2 separate regions of the Mus musculus genome follow, and region 1 is linked to region 2. The links are chromatin contacts, called in public Hi-C maps. All regions are on one chromosome and are shown on one strand. The core of a region is the stretch at or near the end of the contact, and the rest is flanking DNA. Distances in the headings are between cores, read along the strand shown.

Region 1 (4,636 bases), core at 1,713-4,212, 150 kb before region 2:
CAATCAAGAGAGAGAGAGATGGGGGTCAGGGGGAGAAAGAGAGAACTTTCTCAATTCATACCATTTACCAACGTTACATCAAGATCAAATAAACAATTTAAACACACCTGGAACCCCCAGTAAAATAGAGGCAATAATTAAAAGTCTCCAACCAAATAAGCCCTGGACAAATGGCTTTAGCATGGAACTTTACCAGACTTTCCAAGAAGAGTTAATGCCAATGTTGTTAAAATTATTCCAAAAAAATAGAAACAGAAGGAACATTGCCTAATTCATTTTATAAAGCCACAATTGCTATAATATCCAAACCACATAAAGACCCAATAAAGAAAAAAGAATCAAAGACCAATTTTTATTGTGAACATAACTACAAAAAAAATTCAATAAAATATTTGCAAACCAAATCCAAGAACACATAAAAAAGATCATCTATCATGATCAAGTAGGCTTCATAAAGAGATTCAGGGATGGTTCAGTGTATGAAAATCAGTAAATGTAATCCACAATTGAAACAAACTGAAAGACAAAAGCCAAATGATAATCTCATTGGAGACAGAAAGGGCCTTCGACAAAATTGAATGCCACTTTATGATCAAAGTCCTGGAGAGATTAGGGATCCGAGGGACATACATAACCATAATAATGGTAATTTGTAGTAAGTCCCTAGCCAACATCAACTTTAGTAGAGAGAAACTCAAAGCAATCCCACTATAATCGGGAACAAGTCAAGGCTGTCTGCCCTTTCCACACCTGTTTAATACTTGAAGACTTAGCTAGATCAATAAGATAATTAGAGGAAATTAAGAGAATACAAATTGAAAAGAACGAAGTCAAAGTATTTTACTTGCAGGTGATATTTTAGTAGAATAAGTGACCCTAAATATGACACTGGGAAACTCCTACAGTTGATAAGCACATTTAGCAGAATAGCAGGACACAAAATTGATGCACACAAATCAATTACTCTCCTATATCCAAATAACAAATGGATGAAGAAAGAAATCAGAGAGACAATACCTTTTAGCATAGCATCAAATAATGTAGAACATCGTGGGGTAGCACTAACCAATCAAGTGAAAAGTGGTTTTGATTAAAAACTTCAAGCCTTTGAAGAGAAAAATTGAAGAAGGTATCAGAAAATGGCAAGGTCTTCCATGCAAATGGATCAGTAGGATTGCTATAGTAAAAGTGCCTACCAAAAACAATCTACAGATTCAATGCACTTTCCATCAAAATTCCAAAGCAATTCTTCACAGGACAGTTTTCAGTTTCATGTGGAAACACACACATACACATATTCACACACACACACAGGAGAATAGCTTTTAAAAATTCTGAATAATGAAAGAACTGCTGAAGGTGTCACCATACCTGGCCTCAAACTGTACTACAGAGCAATAGTAATAAAATCTGCATGATATTAGCACAAAACAGACATGTTGATCAATGGAATTGACTTAAAGACTCAGACTTAAATTTATACACATAAGACTGATTTTTGATAATAGAGTCAGGAATATACCCTGAAAAAATGACAGCATCTCCAACAAATGGTGCTGGTCAAACTGAATGCCTGCTTGTAGAAAACTATAGTTCTATACTTATCACCCCACACAAAACTCAACTCCAAAAGAATCAAGGACTTCAACATAAAACCAGATACACTGAATCTGGCATAAGATAAAGCAGGGAATACTCCTGAACTCGTTTCTGAACACAAGCAAGACTCAAACCAAGCTGCCTGAACTCAGACCCCCACATGCTTGACCTGTGTTCTATGGCCCTAAACCTCCTAAGGTAACAAGAAAATGACAGGAATTTACACTTTCCTCCCACCTCACTGCTTCCATGCCAAGGTGGAGTGCCAGTAGATTGCTTCTAGAACCCCTTCCGTGGTGCCAATTATAAAACTCAATGCAACACACAGGCCCCCACCCCACCCCCTGCCACTACCTCCATCAAACTGTTTTTCTAACACAGTTCTGTTTCTCTTCGCCCCGCCTTCCAAGGCATTTATCTCCATTCCAGCTCGGCTCAGATAAAGGCGGGTCATCCATAATTTGTCTTGCTCTGGATTCTGCAGAGGAGGCAAAGAGACAGAGATAAATGCATGACCCCCAGTTCATTTTTCTAACAACAGTATCTTGTCTTGACACAAGCAGGCCTGGAACTAGTCACCACGTTCAAGGAAAAATAGAAATAAGGTGGGGGCCGGGTCGATGGGGAGGACAGGAAGAGGCAGAAGAAAGGGGACCTTTCTCTGAAACTTCCTAAGGTGATAAAAGCACTCACCTCAGAAAGCAACAGAAGAGCAACACCCAAGAAAGTGTGGGTCCCTGAGGATGCCTGGTTGTTACTGTTTTATCTCTAAGTTCAGACTTAAAAAACAAAAACAAAAACAAACAAACAAACAAACAAAAACTTGAGAAAGTTAGACTCCAGAGAAGAATTAAGGTAATTAAACAGCTTTGATGTTATGGAAAAAATATATATATGTATGTATGTAGGTCAGATGTCACTTGCTACTTTATAGCAGCTGTGTGATTGCAAAAATTCTTTTAAGAACAGAGGAATATTTTGGGGACATGAGAGTAGAATCAAGTTCTTCTGGGAAAATATTCCCAACAGTCTCCAAGTCATCTTCTGTGCTGGGAAACAAACAGATATTTTAAGAGAAAATTGGACTTTCTGAGTGTTGCTCCAGACCGAAGCTCACATACAACTCTATGAACTCAGTGCCATTCGACAGGTTTTTCTTTTGACATTTTTCTGGTTTTTAGCGTGATAGAGCAAAAGCCTCACTTTCTCCTCCTAGGTAACAGAGCTGAGGAGAGCATTTTGAGGCATGATGTTCTATAAATGGCCCTGAATTTATGGCTGCATTAAAAACTATATTAGGCAATCCAAAAGCCTGCTTGTTTCTTCAGAGTCTATAAATTAGGCAGTCGTGCCCCGTAAACAGCAAACGAACAGCCACAGGATCACTCTGGGACAAGACGCGGACACAGACTCTGCAGAACATTTCACGTCTCCTCGCTTGCAGGCATTTTTAAATAAATCACCAGTAGAATGAAGTCCAGGCCCCCTTCTTTAAAAGGCACCCAGCAGGCAAATGGACTCTCGTGTCACATTCCAACCAGTTAACAAGGATGACTAAGGAGGCCCATATGGTAAAGCAAGTTTATCATGTAACTAACATCACCCCCAAGATATAACTGAGATTCCATCAGAGATCTTGGTGTGCAGGACATGAAGCAGCCTTGTAGGCCACTAACAAAAATGAGTGTGGTTCCTTCTGTCATTATTTCTCATGGACATTGTCCAAGGCCTGGCCATGATATTAAACTCAATGCCTCAATTCTTCATGCTTGTCTGATAGTCCTGCAAGTGTTGGTAAATAGGGAAACTGAGGCTTGGAGTTGAATCCTGAAGCTACCTCTGTGCTAGGAAAAGAGCTGAGTCTGTCTGTTCCCCAAGGCAAGCCATCACTTAGCCTATAATCTGTTTTTTTTTTTTCTAGACAAGTCGTGATCCTGTCATTCCTGCGCATGTGATAAGAGACCTTGGGTCAGATTCTGTGCATTTGATCATTCACTAGAAGTTCATGTTAGCCAAACCAAAGCAAGACCACTGACCTCATAACAGGGAGTAGAGGGAGGACTCCTCACCTTCACTGAATGAATTCTGTGTGCCAGGCACTGGGGTAGGCAGTAGGAGGAGAGCTTTGACTGATCTTTATCATACTGCCCAGGCTAAACTCCTACAGCCCCTAGGTTTTGTTGTTGTTTATTCTTTTAACTAGCATATAAAATATTTCATTATGATATTTTCATAAAATGTCTGTTTTAGTGGATTCCTCCATATCCCTTGCCTCTCCCTTCCCCTTCCCTCACCCTCTCGTCCCCTCCTTCCCCCTAGTATTCCCTCTCCAATTTCATGTCATATGGATTCTCTTGCTCTCTTTTCAAAATTACTTGTCTGTCCTTTCCTTAAGATGTGTTTTTCAGAGGCTGGGAAGAGCACCCAATGGGTTAACTGCTTGGTGCATACGTGGGAGAACCTGAACTCAGATCCCTAGCACCCAAGTAAGTCTGGGTATGGAGGCAGCCATCTGTAATTTCAGTATTTGCGGGACAGAGACAGGAAGATCTCTGGGGTTTATTGACAAGTCAATCTAGTTCCAGTTTCAGCAGACACAGTGTTGTGTTTTATTAAAAAGAAGAGGAAGCCAGGATTATGTTTGGTGGAGGTGTGGTATGGTGCCGGGGAAGGAGGTGACTCTGTGGGCCCATGCTGAGGCATCCCTTCCCCCAGAGGTACCAGCCACACAAAGGTACACTATAGAATAGAGTTTATTTAGGGCATGGGGAGGGGAGTTGAAGGGGTAGTAGAGACAAGGCAGAGGTGGGGGGGGGGTGGAGAAGAAGAGGGAGAGGGAGACAGAGAGAGAAGAGTAGTGTCTGGTCATGGACATACAGAGCAAGATGGGGAAAGGAGAATGGGGAAAGAAGGAACAGAGATGGAAGAATGTAAGAGAGCAAGAGAGAGAGGAGGTGGCAAGCAGTCCCTTTTAGAGTGAGTCAGGCATACCTGGCTGTTGTTGCCAGGTAACTGTGGACAGAGCCTAGAAGGAATG
Region 2 (4,587 bases), core at 1,006-3,505:
ACGAAAACAGACACACCAAGAAAGATAAGCTAAGAATTCTGCGGAATCCAGAAGAGACAGGCTCTGTGAGGGTATGAAATCTAGAACAGCCAGCCATGTGCCATGTCCAGTGTTTCCTTCTGCAATAAGAAGATGACATGTGTAAGCTTAGAAACCAGAAAAACCCCAACCCGAAGGCTTCCGAATAGCTTCCCTGTCAGCAGCGAGCATGGTTCCGGGTAAAGGAACTTCTAAGCTTAAGAAATATTCATAATCTGTCTAAAAAGGAATCCTCAGCTGCCTGGCGGATTTAGTGTGTTCTCCATTTTATTACATATGTTCAAATTTATAAACATGAAAGAGAGCCAGCCTTTTCAGTGCCCACAACAGGCCCCATTTCTCAAACCCCCTTTCCACTCCCAAATGTGGGAAAACAGAAGGAAGGAGTTTGTTTGAAGTCGTGCCTCCAAATATCCCCTTAGTAGTCTTTTATGAGGCTTGCTTCTTTCAAACCTGACATGCATTCATAAAACACAATGTTTTTCTGCCTTTATATACTTAAAGTCAAAACATAGAAGGGGCTCGAGATTTTGCACAAAGAAGCCCTCGAAAGAACCCTGATGTTACAGATGCTGATCCACGCTGTTCTGAGCAGCATCATGCATGCTAATTTATTTTGCTGTTTGTAACGAAACAGTCAGACCACCAAAAAGCTTTCTGATTCATCTGAGCCATAACTTTAGATTGTCATGTAGAAGGCTCTCTCTCTCTCTCTCTCTCTCTCTCTCTCTCTCTCTGTATGTGTGTGTGTGTGTGTCTGTGTGTGTATACATGCAAACTTACATATACAGGTTCATATGTGACACTTGTATACATATGGAGTCTAAATAACATCCATGGGTGTCCTCCATTAGACTCTATTCTCCTTGGTTTTTATCCTATCACTAGGCCCTGGAGCTTTCTGATTTGGCTCCACTCACTAACCAGAGTTCCAGGGCTCCCCCTGTCTCTACCTCTCCTGCCCTAGGGTTACCAGCATGGCTACCATGCCCTTCACTTTGCTTTGTTTTGATTCTGGTTTTCCATGGATTCGAGGGATCAGATGCAAGTTGTGCGTGAAAAGCACTCTATCAACAGAAGGGTCTCCGCAGCCTGAGGCATTATTTTTTAAACTTTTAGAAAGAATACTACCTATATCCTTAAAGAAACAACTCTGAACTGTCTGTGGTGCATTTTGCATCCTGAGACACACTGGCTGTTTTCCCAAAATGCACAGTAGGATTATGTCCCCTTTTAATTTGCATGCCTGGTTAACAATGCCACCAATCTCCGCTATTCCTTTATAAATGGAAATTAATTAAACAGGAAGCTTGCCAGTGTAAACATATCCTTCTAAATATAGATTTCTGCTCTGTAACCCCGTCTGGGGGGGGGGGGCTTTTATTAGAAATGGCTGATCTCACATCAAAGCATCACTGGGAAGCCCGCTTCTCTCTCATTTGAATACAGACCTTTTCTGAGCCTGGAGGATGCACCTGGCTACAAACTCTCTGCAAGGCTCACTACAGTGAGTGGCTACAGGGGTCAGAGCTGTCCCAATGGCCATAGCTTTTTCTAAGCTCTATGGATTGTAAGGGGCTAATTTGTTTATCAAAGGTAATTCAAACTCTCTTTGTAATTTCCTACAGGGCTGAAGGTACTTAGAATTATTATAGTTTTTAAACATCTGTTTTTAAAAAATTCTTTTGGGGAAAGGAATTATGTATTGGCTACATAGACGATTTTTTTCTCTCTAAGTTCTGTCAGCTAGACTTTCAGCCTCCACTCTTCTTTGATACACCTATGAGTTTAACTATGTTAAGAGGATGGTCACGTCTATCGTGTCCCGTTTTCCTTTTTGCAAGATGATATAGTAAAGTAAAACCCAGACCTTCGAGTCCGAAAGTTTCCCATACACCCAGAACACAAGTGTCTGATGACAGGCGCAGTCTCCAAGAAGAGCAAGCAAGCCCTCTGTATTTGCGAATGAGAATTCCTTCACGGTATTGAACTTCCCTCCATCTCCAAATTGTAAATTTGGGAAATTGGCTCCCAGACTCCCCAACTCCTTTTACAAGCACGCTCTGGACCCTTTCCCAGGTCTCAGCGAATGCACCCCCCCATTCATTTCCTGCTGCTTTCCCAAAAGCTTTCTGCTTCCTTTCTGCCAGTTGAATCTGTTTGCTCCTAAATGGAAACAGCTTCCAGAAAGCACTCACCAGCAGTACTGAATGAGGGGGGGATTTGTGTCGCCTGCTGCGCTGTACTGGGGCCGAGGTCTGTTTGAAGGCTCTCATCTCTACGCTAGATCACCATACTGCACTCTGGACCTTTCACCAGCTGCTCCGTTTCTGCACTCCTAGCTTTCAGTTATTTGAAGTGCTCTGATCCATTTTCTTCCATCCCATTTCCCATGCTCCTTGGGGAAAAAAACGTGGGCTTTTTCTCCTGGCAAGGAATCACCACATATTTTATTTGCTACTTGATGCTTTTTATGTGTGAGTGTGCATTATGCCTATATATGAATACATATATGGATATATGAACATGTGTGAGCAGATGTTGTTATTGATAACTTTTAAAATAGCTTCATCTGTTTTTTGTTTGTTTGTTTGTTTGTTTTTGTTTTGTTTTTGTATAAAGCTCTTTGGGAATACCCTATCATGTCCCCTCTAAATAATAAGAATTCCTTCTCATCAGCTATCTCTACCTTTATTTTCTTGTCATATCTCATTAGCTAGGACATTGTGTGCTTTCCTGAGACCTACCTTTCATTTAGACGCATACCACTGAGGGTGTGAGTGAATTCATAGTTAACACTTGGGTCCCAAAGTAGCATGCTTCAAGTTATATCATTAACTATAAAAGCTGTGGCCTTACAGAAGTAATTCATCTCCGATGCAAATTCCAAAGAGCCTATCTTCCTTAGGTGGGTATCACCCTCCACAGACAGTGACAGCGTTCTGAGATGACAGTCAGTACATTTCTACAATACAGATACTTGCTCGATGCCGGATACCACATTAAGAGGTAAAGTTTCCGAGTAAAGCACCAGGCATTTGGTTTGAGATACTGTGTTGTGCCTCTGTGCTGACTGTGTGGGGGAGTACGGTATGGACATGACGCAGCCACAAATTTCTGTTCCCCTAGTTTTTACTAAGGAAGGGCTAACATCACCACCACCACTACCACCACCATCACCAAGTAACTCTATCCTGAGAAGGGAAAAATCTGTCCATCCAGTTGCAAGACTAAATGTAAAACTAGACAAAGAACCTGAATGAATAACAGGTCTCAGAAAACAAAAGAGGTCAGATTTCACCGAACTGTTTAATTCTCAAACTCTCTGAAAACTGGCCCTCCTGCAAAGTCCATTTTGTTGCTGCAGAGACTGAGGCTGAGGGGATAGAGAACGTTTTGGGCCTGGTTACAGGGTAGTGAGAAATCTGAGCCTTCCTGAATGTGCATTTAACTGTAGAACATGCTGGCATATCACTGTGGTGAGTTTAAAAGCCTCGCATTGATGTAGCAGTAATCGGAGTGTTTAAAGTTAAATCTAAACTGACTCTCCATCAGAGCGGGTGGCTGGGTGCATACCTCGTGAGTGCCTTGTTTGCTAGTCCTCTAGGCTGGCGATCAGTGTTTTCAGAAGGTCAGAGAGTGGACATTTCGGGTCGGGAGCTATTACTAGACTGTCACAGTTTCTTGGCTCTCCCAGCGAAGGAAAAAAAAAAGAGCCTTTGACAAAACTAAAAACAAGTGGGTGTGGCTGTGTTCCAATCAAAACTTTATTTCTGGAAAACAGAAATTTGAATTTCATAGACTTTCATACATCACAAAGTAGGATCATTTTGGTCACTTAAAAGCTCACAAGCCTCATTAAAAAAAAACCAAAATGGCCAGAAGGCCAGGTTTGACTCTTTAACCATAGATCTTAGTCCCTGCCCTCTGTGTATAAGTCTTAAATCTTAGAATGAATGTAGAGATGTGTATTTAGCCAATTCTTCAAGCTGCCCTTACTGGGGGGGGGGGGGGACATTTATTTTCCAAACCTGGGAGAGGCTTCTCCTGAATGGCAGCCCCAGCTAGAGAGTCGGGTTGGTTAATATCATCTTTGTCCTTAGCAGGTCTGATGAGGCGGCATAGGAGTAGCAGGATAGATTACTAGATGGTGTCCCCACAGCCTGGGAGATGTGTCAGTCTCACTAGGATCTGCGCCTCTCCCCGCTAGCGTCTTGCACAGGACTGAATATGTTTTGTAGAGATTGGTTTGTTTTTAGGTCATAGGGTGGAGGTCTTGATTCTGCTCTGCTGTGCTGGAGGCAACTCAGAGACCACAAAGCAGCGAGTGAGCCCAGCATCTTTTTCATCTGGCGCCATCTGACCACGCACCCCTCCCAAGTGCACATTTTGATCCTTGGAAGCTTGGCAAAGCTTTGGTCAGCTGATCTCTGCTTCTTAGAAATAAGAATTATTAGGCATGGGGAGTGGGGGAAGGACAGTCCGGGCTCTGGCTCTAAACTTGTTCAGAAGGCAAAAGTCTCATCCTTGGCTGAACAAGGCTAGAAG

Evidence for each region. Hi-C and Micro-C count contacts between places; a contact is called where the count stands out from the background.
Region 1: a contact with region 2 is called in a Hi-C map of embryonic limb bud, with 1.6 times the contacts expected there. The contact joins two enhancer-like sites. A contact is called at or near these places in 2 of 484 Hi-C or Micro-C datasets (embryonic limb bud and reprogramming fibroblasts) and 2 of 115 datasets of contacts at active chromatin or transcription factors (both in embryonic stem cells).

Annotation. Positions count from the first base shown.
Region 1 is chr6:101,431,452-101,436,087 of GRCm38.p6, reverse strand. No RefSeq gene overlaps it. Among named protein-coding and RNA genes, the nearest start is that of Pdzrn3, 56 kb to the right of the region's middle. Within about 2 kb of position 2,962, at least 9 of the 459 cell types and tissues checked have an H3K27ac peak or open chromatin away from gene starts, as enhancers often do. A contact at or near this core is called in embryonic limb bud, where this site is marked.
Region 2 is chr6:101,278,614-101,283,200 of GRCm38.p6, reverse strand. All of the region lies in intron 3 of Pdzrn3 (PDZ domain containing RING finger 3), which reads left to right. All of the region lies in intron 1 of Gm33934 (predicted gene, 33934), which reads right to left. Among named protein-coding and RNA genes, the nearest start is that of Gm33934, 9.0 kb to the right of the region's middle. Within about 2 kb of position 2,255, at least 19 of the 459 cell types and tissues checked have an H3K27ac peak or open chromatin away from gene starts, as enhancers often do. A contact at or near this core is called in embryonic limb bud, where this site is marked.